2 separate regions of the Mus musculus genome follow, and region 1 is linked to region 2. The links are chromatin contacts, called in public Micro-C maps. All regions are on one chromosome and are shown on one strand. The core of a region is the stretch at or near the end of the contact, and the rest is flanking DNA. Distances in the headings are between cores, read along the strand shown. Region 1 holds the start of Prkg2 (protein kinase, cGMP-dependent, type II). Region 2 holds the start of Bmp3 (bone morphogenetic protein 3).

What was found. Hi-C and Micro-C count contacts between places; a contact is called where the count stands out from the background.
Region 1: a contact with region 2 is called in a Micro-C map of embryonic stem cells, with 4 times the contacts expected there. The contact joins the promoter of Prkg2 here to the promoter of Bmp3 in region 2. A contact is called at or near these places in 2 of 39 promoter capture datasets (the SN4741 cell line and embryonic stem cells), 2 of 484 Hi-C or Micro-C datasets (both in embryonic stem cells) and 1 of 9 other capture datasets (liver).

What each region holds. Positions count from the first base shown.
Region 1 is chr5:99,035,138-99,040,802 of GRCm38.p6, reverse strand. Prkg2 (protein kinase, cGMP-dependent, type II) reads left to right here and starts at 3,724. Exons shown (of 19, transcript NM_008926.4): 1 at 3,724-3,880.
Region 2 is chr5:98,852,871-98,858,434 of GRCm38.p6, reverse strand. Bmp3 (bone morphogenetic protein 3) reads right to left here and starts at 4,020. Exons shown (of 3, transcript NM_173404.5): 1 at 3,013-4,020. The coding sequence starts at 3,322. Gm34563 (a long non-coding RNA gene) reads left to right here and starts at 3,928. Exons shown (of 3, transcript XR_389376.3): 1 at 3,928-4,008. RefSeq lists a promoter at 3,933-4,796 and a silencer at 5,134-5,564.

The DNA.
Region 1 (5,665 bases), core at 2,475-4,974, 180 kb before region 2:
AAGAGGTGGGCGAATCCACAAGTCTGTGATACCTGGAGTATTGTACAGCTATGGCATTAGAGAGAGTCACTGTGCCACACAGCCAGTGGCTTTAAGGAGGAACTGAATGGTAGTGTAAAGAACCCAGAAGTTCTCTTGCCAAGTGATGCTGGAACCAGGATACCAAAAACAATAAAGGCACCTGATATTTCCTAGATTAGGGTTTAGCAAGGCCGAAAGAAAGAAGACACGGTGGCTGAAGGCTCTACCCTTACCAGGTGGAGTGGCTGCTCAAGACGTCAAGTTGCACACCTGTCAAGAAACAAGTGAATAAACATGAACGGAAGCGATCACAGGAGATGGAGAGAAACCCGGCAAACAGGAGGACACTGAGTGAGCCACCAAGATGCTGGTTTTGTTTCCCTCATGCCCCAGATCTGCTGATCTAGAAGAGGGCTCAGCTTGAGTGTTGGGGGCTCTAATCCAGACAATAAAGAGCTATCTATGCTGGCAACACAGAGCTCATCTGATTGCTTTTGAGGAGGGGAAGGAGTGTAACAAGTCTGTGTGTGATGGATCTCCAGAGGTTCCTCTGTGGAAATTTGTCCTGGGAAGAGAGAACTCTAGTTGGAAGAGATTGCACAGGAACTTAGGAGTCTAGATGCACAGGAGTCTGGACATGCTCCACCCCTTAGAACCCGCTCCCAGCTCGGCCTCCTCCGTTCTCTGTAGAGAGAAAAAGTAGGAGGCCTGAGAGACTTTTGTAAGGCATGGCAGCTGCTCTGGGACTTCTAAGGCTGTGTGTATAATGATGAGAAGGTAGGTCTTTTGTTCCTCCCATCACTGTAGGCTACTCCTGAGTTTGGGCATCCTGAGAACACGCACTCTCTGGCGTTTAAAAGAGGCAGGGGGCACCAAGTGTAGCAGAGACACATCCAAGAGGAGACTTATGTAATAGCGCCTAGTTTTTGTGTTCAAGGACTAAAGACATATCTCAGAAGGAGCTCAGAGGTGGGCTGCATTCCTCCGTTAAAGGCAGAGAAAAGGCAATGTGTGATCCTCCTATGCCCCACCCCCTAAGAGATGGGAGAACTCTCAAGCTTGTTAGCTTTGTGAATTCAGTGATAAGAGTGAGTTAACTCTTTGAGCTTGTGTCCTGAGGTCCACCTAGTGCCATAAATGGAGTAAATAAAAAATTGCTTGCAACCCTTTATCATATGGATGAAGTCAGGCCACCCAAAAGGATGTTTGAATGACATTATTTCAACTCAGTGACAGCCTGTCTGAGCCCGCCAGGCAGACCTGACATTGCCTATTGGATATCATCGCTACCGACACCTCCTCCTTTGAGACTGCAGCCCTGAAGATGTCAGGGGCAAATCTGTAGAGCCCAAGTCAAAGGATGGAAGTTCCACCCCATCACTCGCTGCTTTCAGAGATGGGCACACCACCCAGTTTTGAGAAATGGAAGGTATAAAGAAGTTTCATTGGAAGCTTCTGAAAGGGACTGTACTGTTCTTGAAAAAGACACGCTGTTGCCTTCTGACAGGGTTAGAAATTGCGTAACTAGAGACTCTCCTGTCCAGAAGCCATGGGTGCGGCAGTTCTGGGGATGAAGCTAGCCTGCTAAAGAGAGCAGACAGGACAGCAGGAACAGTTCACAATCCTCCCTGGACTTACTCAGTTGGTGAATTGACCAACTCCAGCCTCTTGACCTTGGGACTTCTGGCTGTGTGAAACAATAAATGTCCTTATCATTTCAGACATTTTATGTAGGTTATTTATTAATGGCGGACTCCCGTGACGACCTCATCTTCCCATTCTTTTCTTTCATGGTATTTTTCACATATAGTTACACATTTAATGTCTGTTTCTCCCACTGGATTACAGACTCTAAGTTGACAGGAGAAGTTCAACTTGATCACCCTTGAATTTCCAGGAATAAGGACTGGGGTGAGGGGTGGGGAGCAACGTGCTTAAGGCACTCTGAGAAAGAATGCCTGTGAGCCTTGCTTTTTTAAGCAATAGCTCATCTCCCCCCCCCCCACCTTCTCTTGCTCCTCCTCTTCTTTGTCCTCTTTCTCTTGCTTTTTGCCCCCTACCCCCACCCCTTCCTCCTCTTGGCTTTTTTTCTTGTTTCTCTTCTGTCAGGAAAGTAGACTTGTAAGAACTTCTATCTGGTCACTAGGCAGGGGTGGGATCCCATGTTTCTATTCAACGCTAGTTTTGCGCCACTGCCTATCTCCATCAGTGGGTTTCAAGCTTTTACCTCAATGGACAGAGAGTACCATTGCATAGTTGACTTAGTGGACCACAGGATTTAGTAAACACATTTACTATGCGTTTTGTATTCTTAAAAAAAAAAAGTAGCTCTGACTCAGTGTGTCAAGTCTGACCAAGTTCTTACCATGACTTTTAGATATTTTCCTATGGATTCTTCCATTTCTTTGGAGTTCTTCATCTCACCATCTCTGGTTAGCCAACGTGAAATGTACGGATTTGAGAAAAAGTACCTGGCCTTAATTTTGTCCAGTTAATAGAAAAACAAACAACCGCTCTTCGTCCTCTGAGGCTTAATGAACCCATTCAACAAGTGTACACAGGCCTCATTCTATGTGGGGTTATGTATGTAATAGTGCATGCTGGAGTTGCAGGAAACCCCGTGGCCTACCGGATGTTTGATACCCCTAGGGAGTCGCGGTCTCACGTTCTCTGGATACAAACTGAAGAATAGACCCTCACTGTACCTCTCACTGTGCAGAGAAACTGCCCTTGTCCTTGTGAATCTGCCACAGACATTCCTCTGGGAGGATGAAGAAACAGGAACTCACTACGGGAGAGCACACTACCAGAGCATAGCATACTGCGGTGGGCGAGTATATCCATTTATATTTAGAAAAACCATAACGCACACCTCGGAATACTGTGTCTAAAAGGCCACAGGAGAGTATTAAATTACCTGCTTGAATAACCAAGAGAGGCTCATGCTAAAGTCTCACAGAATCAGGAGGTATTAATTCCTGTCCCTTGAAACTCGGTTTAGCCACTGTCCCCAGCATGCATCACATTCAGTGAACTGACTAGATGCGAGTTAAGGTTCCAGAGTCCTAGAAGAGCACGCGGGCCAAGCAGCCCTTGGGTCACGTGTCATGTAGAAGGGCACCTCTGTGACACCAGAGAGCATGGCCAGGGTGTGTGCGCCTGTCCCTTTGCGCTCTGGAAGGGAAGGCAGAATGGAGAGAGACCCAGCAAGGGAGAGCAAGAGCCCACAGTGAAGCAGGCTGGAGGCACAAGGGTGGGGAGGGAAGGCGATGATGAATACCCCCCTCAACTTTCCTCTCCCTCGGCCCACACACTTGAAATAAAAATAATAACACAACCAACCACCCGCTTGCATCCACGATGTTATCGCCCTACTTAAGTTGCCTCACGCCGGAGGTTCGGGGTATAAAGTGCAGACTGTCGCCGTCGCCGCAGGCCGGCTCCGGAGTACAGGTTCGCGCCGGCGCGGGTGACCCCACCTTCAAGGAAGCGGGCTCCGGGCTCTCCCACGCCACGCCGGGCTGACCCCCGCCCTCCTCCGTCCCTCCTCTCCGCTGAGCTCCCTCCTCCCTCCGGCGCGCCTCCTTCTCGCGGCGGCCCCCGCAGAGCAGCCAGGCGGCAGCACCCACGTCGCCGCAGCTCCCTCCCGCAGCGCGCCCGCCGCGTCCCGGCTCCCACGCAGCGCGAGCGGCGGCGCCCGCCAGCAGCCCGGACCCGGCACAGTGCGCACGGCGCGGCGGGGCAGAGCTGAGCTGAGCCCGGCCGGGGCCGCAGAGGGGCGGCGTGGCGGAGGACGCCAAGACGCTGCGGCCGCGCGGAGGGGACGAGCTGCGCACCTGGAAAGTTACCCGGCGGCCTGGTGAGGCTGGGGGGCTCGGGCACCCGTGGGGCTCGCGACCAGGGACGGGAGTGGGGACACGCGGGTGCCACTGGGCGTGCGTTGCGCGGTGGGCACTTCTCCCACACCCAGCCCGTCTCTCTTGCTGCTTGCATGCGGACATGTGGACGCGTTTCCTTCTCTCCTTGTGGCGAGGGTGGCTCCATACAGCAGTTGGGTTTAGAGCGCAGTGTGGCTGCAGCGTCCTTTGGGCTCTTCTGGGGCTGGGGGCTCAGGGGCGCTGTCACGGTGTGCCGTCCTGGCTTAGTTCTCCAATGTCTGAATAGCTGATTGGGCACACAAGACTCCTGCAAGGACTTTTACAAGTGCTTGTAAACTTGTTTGGGTGTCTTCTTGTCACTCAGCACCCCGAGGCGCTTGCACAGTTCTGCACATCTTCGTGAAGAAGCAAAGAGAGCAAAGAAACGCTAAGCAAAGAGCCACTTTGGAAATGAGAGAGAGAGAAAAAAAGAAATAGGTTTCAAGTGTAAGTAGGAGAGCTGAGCACGTAGGCAGAGCAGGGAGGCCAGAGCTGAGAACAGAACCAGCTCAGCGGCCCATGAGAAAGGATGACCCTAGCTTTTAGCATGCTTGTTTCCAAAGTTCAATAGGAAAGGGGCTTTTATTTTCCTTAAAGAGAATGCAACATCCACCTGCTCCCTGCCACACCCCCATACGCACAAGCGCCTTAGAAACCGTTTCTCATCTTTGCAAGTTTCTATTTAGCTCACAAAGAAGGCGATCATCCCACAGAGTAGACAACAGCTGCTACTCAGGCTCCTGTTGCGTTTTGCACACCGGGCTAGTGAGGTGATGAAGTGAAGAATTCCCTCTGAAAAACTAGACTGGACTCTCCTTCGCAACAGGCCGTAACTAAGAATAAACAAATTGCAAAGGTGGTACCTGTGAACCCAGCTTTTAACAGTCCTTGACTCTGGGCCTCTGTCTTCACAGGATGCAAGTGAGAATTCTCATCACAGGGAAAGAAGGCACATGCTGCCTGCCTGTTGGCCGAGCCCTGTAGTCTCCTGTTGTCTGATTTCTCCCTGTTTCCCAATTATCCCCTTTTCCTATGTTTTCATTTTCTCCAGTTTCCTCGGCTCGCTTTCTTGGGCTTATCAGTACTCTTATTTCTACTATTGTAAAAATTCTCTGCATACCTCTTTAATACCATCCAAACTCTGGCTTCAGCTCTTTCCATGGGACTTTTAAATGAGGACTTTTTTCTTCAGTCTACTGAAATGGCTAACCTCTTCTGTGCTTTTCCCTCTGATCTCCCTTCCTTTGACACATCTGGGATTTGAGCTGTGGCCTGCTGGACTCTTGAAATGTCTATTTCCAAGCTGTCTAGCAGACTTCTGCCATTCCGACAATGTTTCCTTATCCTTTTCCTTTTTTACTGCCCCCCCCCCCCACACACACAAATTATATTTTCACAGGTATGGCAGGTCCACACTCGGCAATGTAGGTATTTCTTTCTTATCTTTCTTCAATGGTCTCGTCTATTCACGTGAATTCAAGTCTTACCTCTGCAGAATTGGCCTGACTTAATTTTTTTTATTAATTTATGTATTTACATCCCAAATACTGCTTCTCCTCCCAGTCCCTCCCTCACAGAGTCTCTCCCTCCATTCCCCCCCCCCCCTGTGAGAGAGTGGGCTCCTCTGGGTATTCCTCCACCCTGGCACATTAAGTCTTTGTTAGATTAAGGACATCCTCTCTCACTGAGGCTAGACAAGGCAGCTATGGAGACTGAGCTGCCTGTCT
Region 2 (5,564 bases), core at 2,771-5,270:
TAAAGATGGTACATATCCACTGGGGCGTAATCTTTTCATAGTTGAGTGTCATAAGTAGTGATAACTTTAAAAGAAGAAAATCAAGCTCTCATTGCTTTTCCTAGAGACCTTATGAGTAAGACAAGTAAGAACAAGTGTCTATGGAAACAAGAAGCATAAACTAGGTACTGTAAAGGATCAAGACAGGAGAAAACCTCAATAAAAATATTATGTCAGCCCGTAGTAGCTAAGGATAAACTTAAGCCAAGATTAAAATAAAAGCTAATCCCATGCCCTTCTGTCTCCGGATGATGGGTTTCTATCAGCCTGGCCTTCTTTGTCATCCCTAATTTTGTGAATCACCTTTTGCAAAGGGAAGGATAAAGCTCACCTTTACGTAAACTCTTACATAGCAGAGGAAAAGCTTACAAGACACGCCCCCTACAAGATACGGCCCCCATAACCCCCAGGCTCGTGGTTTTGGCACATTGACCTCCCAGAGCTGAGAGAGGGGAGCAGAGTTTAGCAGAAAGTGTGTTTAGGATCAATGCCACCCACCGTCAGGGAAGTTGTCAGAGGGAGACCACGGCAGCTACATTTCAGATACTCTAGGTCTAGAACAATGAATGATTTTAGTCAGGTGAGCTCCAGGGAGCAAATGGCTCTCTAAGGCTGTGTATCACGCAGCCCGAGTAAGCTCTCCCTCGGAGAACCTGGCAGACCATCGGGCACTCCGTACACGGAGCACAGGCACCTGACCACCCACAAAACCTGCAACATCTTTGGTAGAGAGGGGCACATATGTTGTGGAACTTCAGCGTGTTGAACTGGGAAGGTCGATCTAATTTATTAACACAAGATAGTGTCTTTTGCCTACATCAACTCCGGTCGCCCAACGAAGGGCGTATCTGGATAGTGGTGCTGATGAAGGGAGAAAGAAGTACAAAAGCTTTAGCCCCTTCTGGAGTCCTGCCACTTTACAGCCAGACAGGTCTTATAACAAAATCCTTTCACTGTGTGAGCAACTAAACACTCTTAGAAAGAGTCCAACCTGAGCCACTTCTCCAGGAGTCTCTAGGGAGGTAACATGACACTTCAGCTTCCACAAAACCACACACACACACACACACACATGTGTCTGCATTTGATGAATAAGTCATTAAGACAGTTTGTAGGATGCTAAAGAATTACTTTTCTTATCAGGGAGCATAGCCTTGTATATATGTTCACAGGGGCAAGCCATCATTTCAAGGGAGTGTCTGGCCTCTGCTAAAGAGTTTATCATCTGATGGTATAAGACACAGTGAGGCTGACAATGGATACTGGAATTACAATGAGTAGAAAGAGCGAGAGCCCAGATGGTAAATAGTTGTTACCCAGGACTTAGTCTAAAATCAGTAGCTAAACAGTATGTGTGGAAGAGACAAAAAAAAAAAAAAAAAAATCCAAATTTACCTTCAAATGTTGTTACACGCGCTAAAAATAAAATCTGTTAATGCAAAAATGGCTTGTCACTTGGACACCCCAACTACTCTCTGGGAACATAAGCAAATAGAAATATCGAAGCCAGGATGATTTAAATATCTTCCTTACTGCCACCTGCTTTGCCCACCCACCAGCTTCCTTCCAGACCTTGTTAGTCCCACGGTGCTCTTTGGCTCAGCTCTGCCCTCAGCAATGCACTAATGTAAACAGATGGGTCACTGGTGTCAGGGCTATTAGAGTTGTCTCTTCAAGTGGCTAGAATGCTCAGCAGCAGGCAGAATAGGTTTCTAGGTCCTAAGTAGAGGACAGCTCTTTTCAGATCCTGACCGTGGATCTACGAAGCAAGTGAAATTTGGCTTAGCTCAGCTTCTAGCTAAAGACTTCTTCTCTGCATTAAAAGCATAACTCACATTTATTGTAAATGGCGTCGTGCCCGTGAGCTCCAGAGTGAATTCACAGTGGCTTTCCTTGGTGGATATCCCCACCTCCCCGCTCCCAGCCCTCACGAGTGAGGTCAGGAGAAAATTCATCTAGTGTTTTGGACAGAATGGAGAGAGCACTAGAGACACAGCCTCCACCCTTGAACATTCCTGACTGTTCTTCAACCCAAGTCTGGAAGGCAGACTTTTCAATCACCTTTCCTTTAATCCTGAAGGTAATGTACACAAACCCTAGTGCATCCTTAAAGCAGATCAACAGTGAGTGTCCAGAGATTTTGCCCTCACCCTGTTATTATAAACTGTTCGCTTCAGCACAGGAGCTGGCAGGGGTGGGGTGGGGTGGCTTTAAGCCATGAATTTCAGCCTCAAGGATCTGTGTTGAAAAAAATAAACCAAAAAAAAAAAAAAAACCGGGAAGATGAGATTTTCATCGCTGATACTAAGAGGTGTTTACTCTCCACCAGAGGAGGTCTCTTCCCAAGCTAACGCTTCCCAGCTTGGATCTCGCAAGACTTATTTGCCAGATGGGTTAGAAATAATCTAAACACTCACGCACCTGGTTTTGTTTGTGTGTTTGCCACTAGGGGACTATCAAGAAGAACGTGTCAGATATAGCAACCCAAAGGTCGCAGGAGTTAAGAGTGAGTTCTGTGTCTGGAGAAGTGCCTGTTGAGTATGCTTTTCTCTCTCTGGGCCCAGGGTTGGCATAACATGGCATTCACTTCGATCTAAACGCTGCCAAAGCCCGTCGGAGGGAATTTATGCCGAGCAGAGCAATTAAATCATCAGCATAAGATCTCCGTAGGGGTGCCTGGAAGAGGGCTTCTGGACCCTGGGTGTCCTCCCTTGGCCTCTTTCCTGCTGCACCTCTAACTAAGCCTTGCCACTGTCCCAGCTTTTCTTCTGCTTTCCCGTCTCAGTTGGGCTCAAACTAGGCTTATCCGGAACGTCCCTGGAAAATTCCGAGAGGGCAGAGGGGACCAGACGGCAGCATATGAGAAAGGTCCCTACAGTGTACCGCCAGGAGACAGCGGAGTGGAGTGGCACGGCGGGAGGGGCTGTCCTCTGCACCCCGGGGTGGGATGGGCTCCCTCTCCCTCCCACTCACCTGCGGCTGCGGCTCTGAAGCTGCGGACCGTGTTACCACCGCGCAGGGGCTGAGGACCCGGGAGCTGCGAGCCCGGTGTCCGGGTAGCCTGGACTCTACTGCTGCCGCTGTACCTGTCATAGAGCCACAGCATATGCTCCGACACCTTGTCGTGCGGCCTCAGGTCCGGACTCGGGCTACCACCTGTCGCGCGGTCGCTTGGCTCAGTCTCACGGAGTCCCGGGAGGTGCAAGTTTGGTCTCTGTCCCTGTGCCAGGTTCAGGCAGAAGTAACCTAGCCATAGACAGAGCAGCCCGCGCGCCCCGGCCATAGCGAAGTCCTGCTGTCGCACCGCTCTACTTCGGGTCGCCCGCGACACCTCGGAGGCGAAAGGGACGGCGGCAGAGCCGGGGTGGTGCTCCAGCTGCGGAGCGGGACACTGAGAGCCGGGCACAGCTGGAGCGAGGCCGCGAGGGTCGGCAGGTGGGCTCTGGGTGGCAGCCGCGCCCGCTCAGCTCCTCTCGCCGGCCAGCCGGAGGGCGGAAGGTCTGGGCGAGCGCAGCCGAGTTGTCAAGCGCGGGCTCTCCCTTCCGTGCCACCTGAGACTGGGAACACCCGGCCGGGCTGCCGCTATGGGGATCTGGATCTGCGCTCCACCAGCCTGGGACGCGTGCCGGGGCGGGGTGTGCGCTGTCGCAGCCAGCTGAGTTCTCAGAGGACGTGTGGTGTGTGTGTGTGTGTGTGTGTGTGTGTGTGTGTGTGTGTGTGTGTGAAGACAGACAGACAGACAGAGAAAGAGGGAGACAGGGAGACAGAGACACAGAGACAGTGACGAACAGAGAGACAGAGATAGAGAGACTGGTTCTGTTCCTTCTTGTCCTGATCTGATCTGTCCGGTCCGCCTGCAGCGAGTTCTCCCTCTAGCCTCTGGCTCGCCTTCCTAAGGCAGCTGGAGCAAGACTACCTCCAGAAGAGAGAAGCCTGGAGCGAAGTAACCAGGGAGCCAGAACCAGAAGGGTAGGGAGAGACTAGGGAGGGCGCACGGGGAGGGGCAGGTGGCGCTGGCGAGGGGAGGATGGAGGAAGAGTAGGAGGGACTTTTTAAAAAATCTGAGCACAAGTGGCTACATTCCTCCTAGCAAAAAGGCAGAGGCAAGTAGCAGTTTCTTTTCCCTTATTTGTTCTTATTTTATTTTTTGTTTTTTGTTCCCTTTGTTTGTTGTAGAGGTTTTGGCTATTTGCAGTTTGCTTTGTATTCCGCTGATTCCATATAAAATCACCACTATACGAACACCACAGTTGGCTCCTTCCCTGGGACACTTGGAAGGGCCCTGTACCCAGACACCTGCGCTGCCCTCCTACAGCTTATTCTTCATAGAGTTTCTTTTCACATACATCCTCATCTTCTTCGGAGGAGATAAACAAAATGAAATTCCACCCCATGTTTTAAAAAGATAAGCTAACTACCACAAGTCCAGCTCGCACTGTCAGACCTCTCTCAATAGGTTTCCTTGAAGACAGCTGATGTGAGAATGAGTCAGGGCCTTTAGGAAGAACCTGGTGTGCAGACTCGAATATAACTAGTTCTGTTGTCCACGCCATGCCAGCACCCTATGGTGTCAGAGAAACATTAAACTGCTAGCCAGCACTGTTTACTGCAAATAACATATCCTAGGTACTTGTCATCCCCTGTGTCCAGACAGGATTTCACTGTGTAGCCAGGGCTGGCCTTGACCTCAGACCCCTGCTGCTTCAGCCTCTCTAGCACGCGGGATCCAGGCCTATATCACAAATCATGGGCCGTAGGCATTGTGCATTGTTTTCAAAGAACCTTCAAACAAATCCCATGTTGCAGACTAAAAGACTGAGAGAAAAGATGATTCCTAGCAGGTGGCAGAACTGGGCTCCAAACCCAGGGAGCCTGACTTGCCTGACTTCTACTCTAGGATCTCTACATACTTAAGAATGGAACGGACATTTAAATTGGCTTAAGCAGACTATGCCCTTGCCATGGCTCCTGGCAGTAGGACTCTCAGTCAATGTCCCTTTTGGGAAACTGTCCCATCTCTGGTGCATTGACATTTTTGAAAAGAAATAGGTTCGCAGGTCACAATGAGCCTTCAACATTTAGTTTCTCCTTTGTTGGGGAATGATAAACCCTCCTAGAGTTTTGTTGGAGTAATACTAGAAACCAGTACTCAGTGAGTGGCACAGGTCTGGTCTTTAGTAGACTCTCAATCCTTTTATCCCAAATTATCCCAAATGTATCCCAAATGCAGACCATGGTCTCCCCCTCTCAGTCACTTCTCAACCCACTGTTCAGCTGTTTGAATTCTGCCCTTAGTCACCCTGGGAACAGCTCTGCAGATAATGCCATAGACTTCAAGAGTGGTCGAGAGGCTCCAATGAGATCATGTGGGTGAGCTTCGCCTGGCATAGAACACATAATAGCTTTTGTGATTAATAATAAAAACCTAATTGCAAAATTCAATAGGCACTGGAAGGCTAACCCTTTGATTTCCCCTGTGAGCCTTTGTGTTCCCTCCCCTCTCTGCTTTTTCTCAGTTGTGTGAA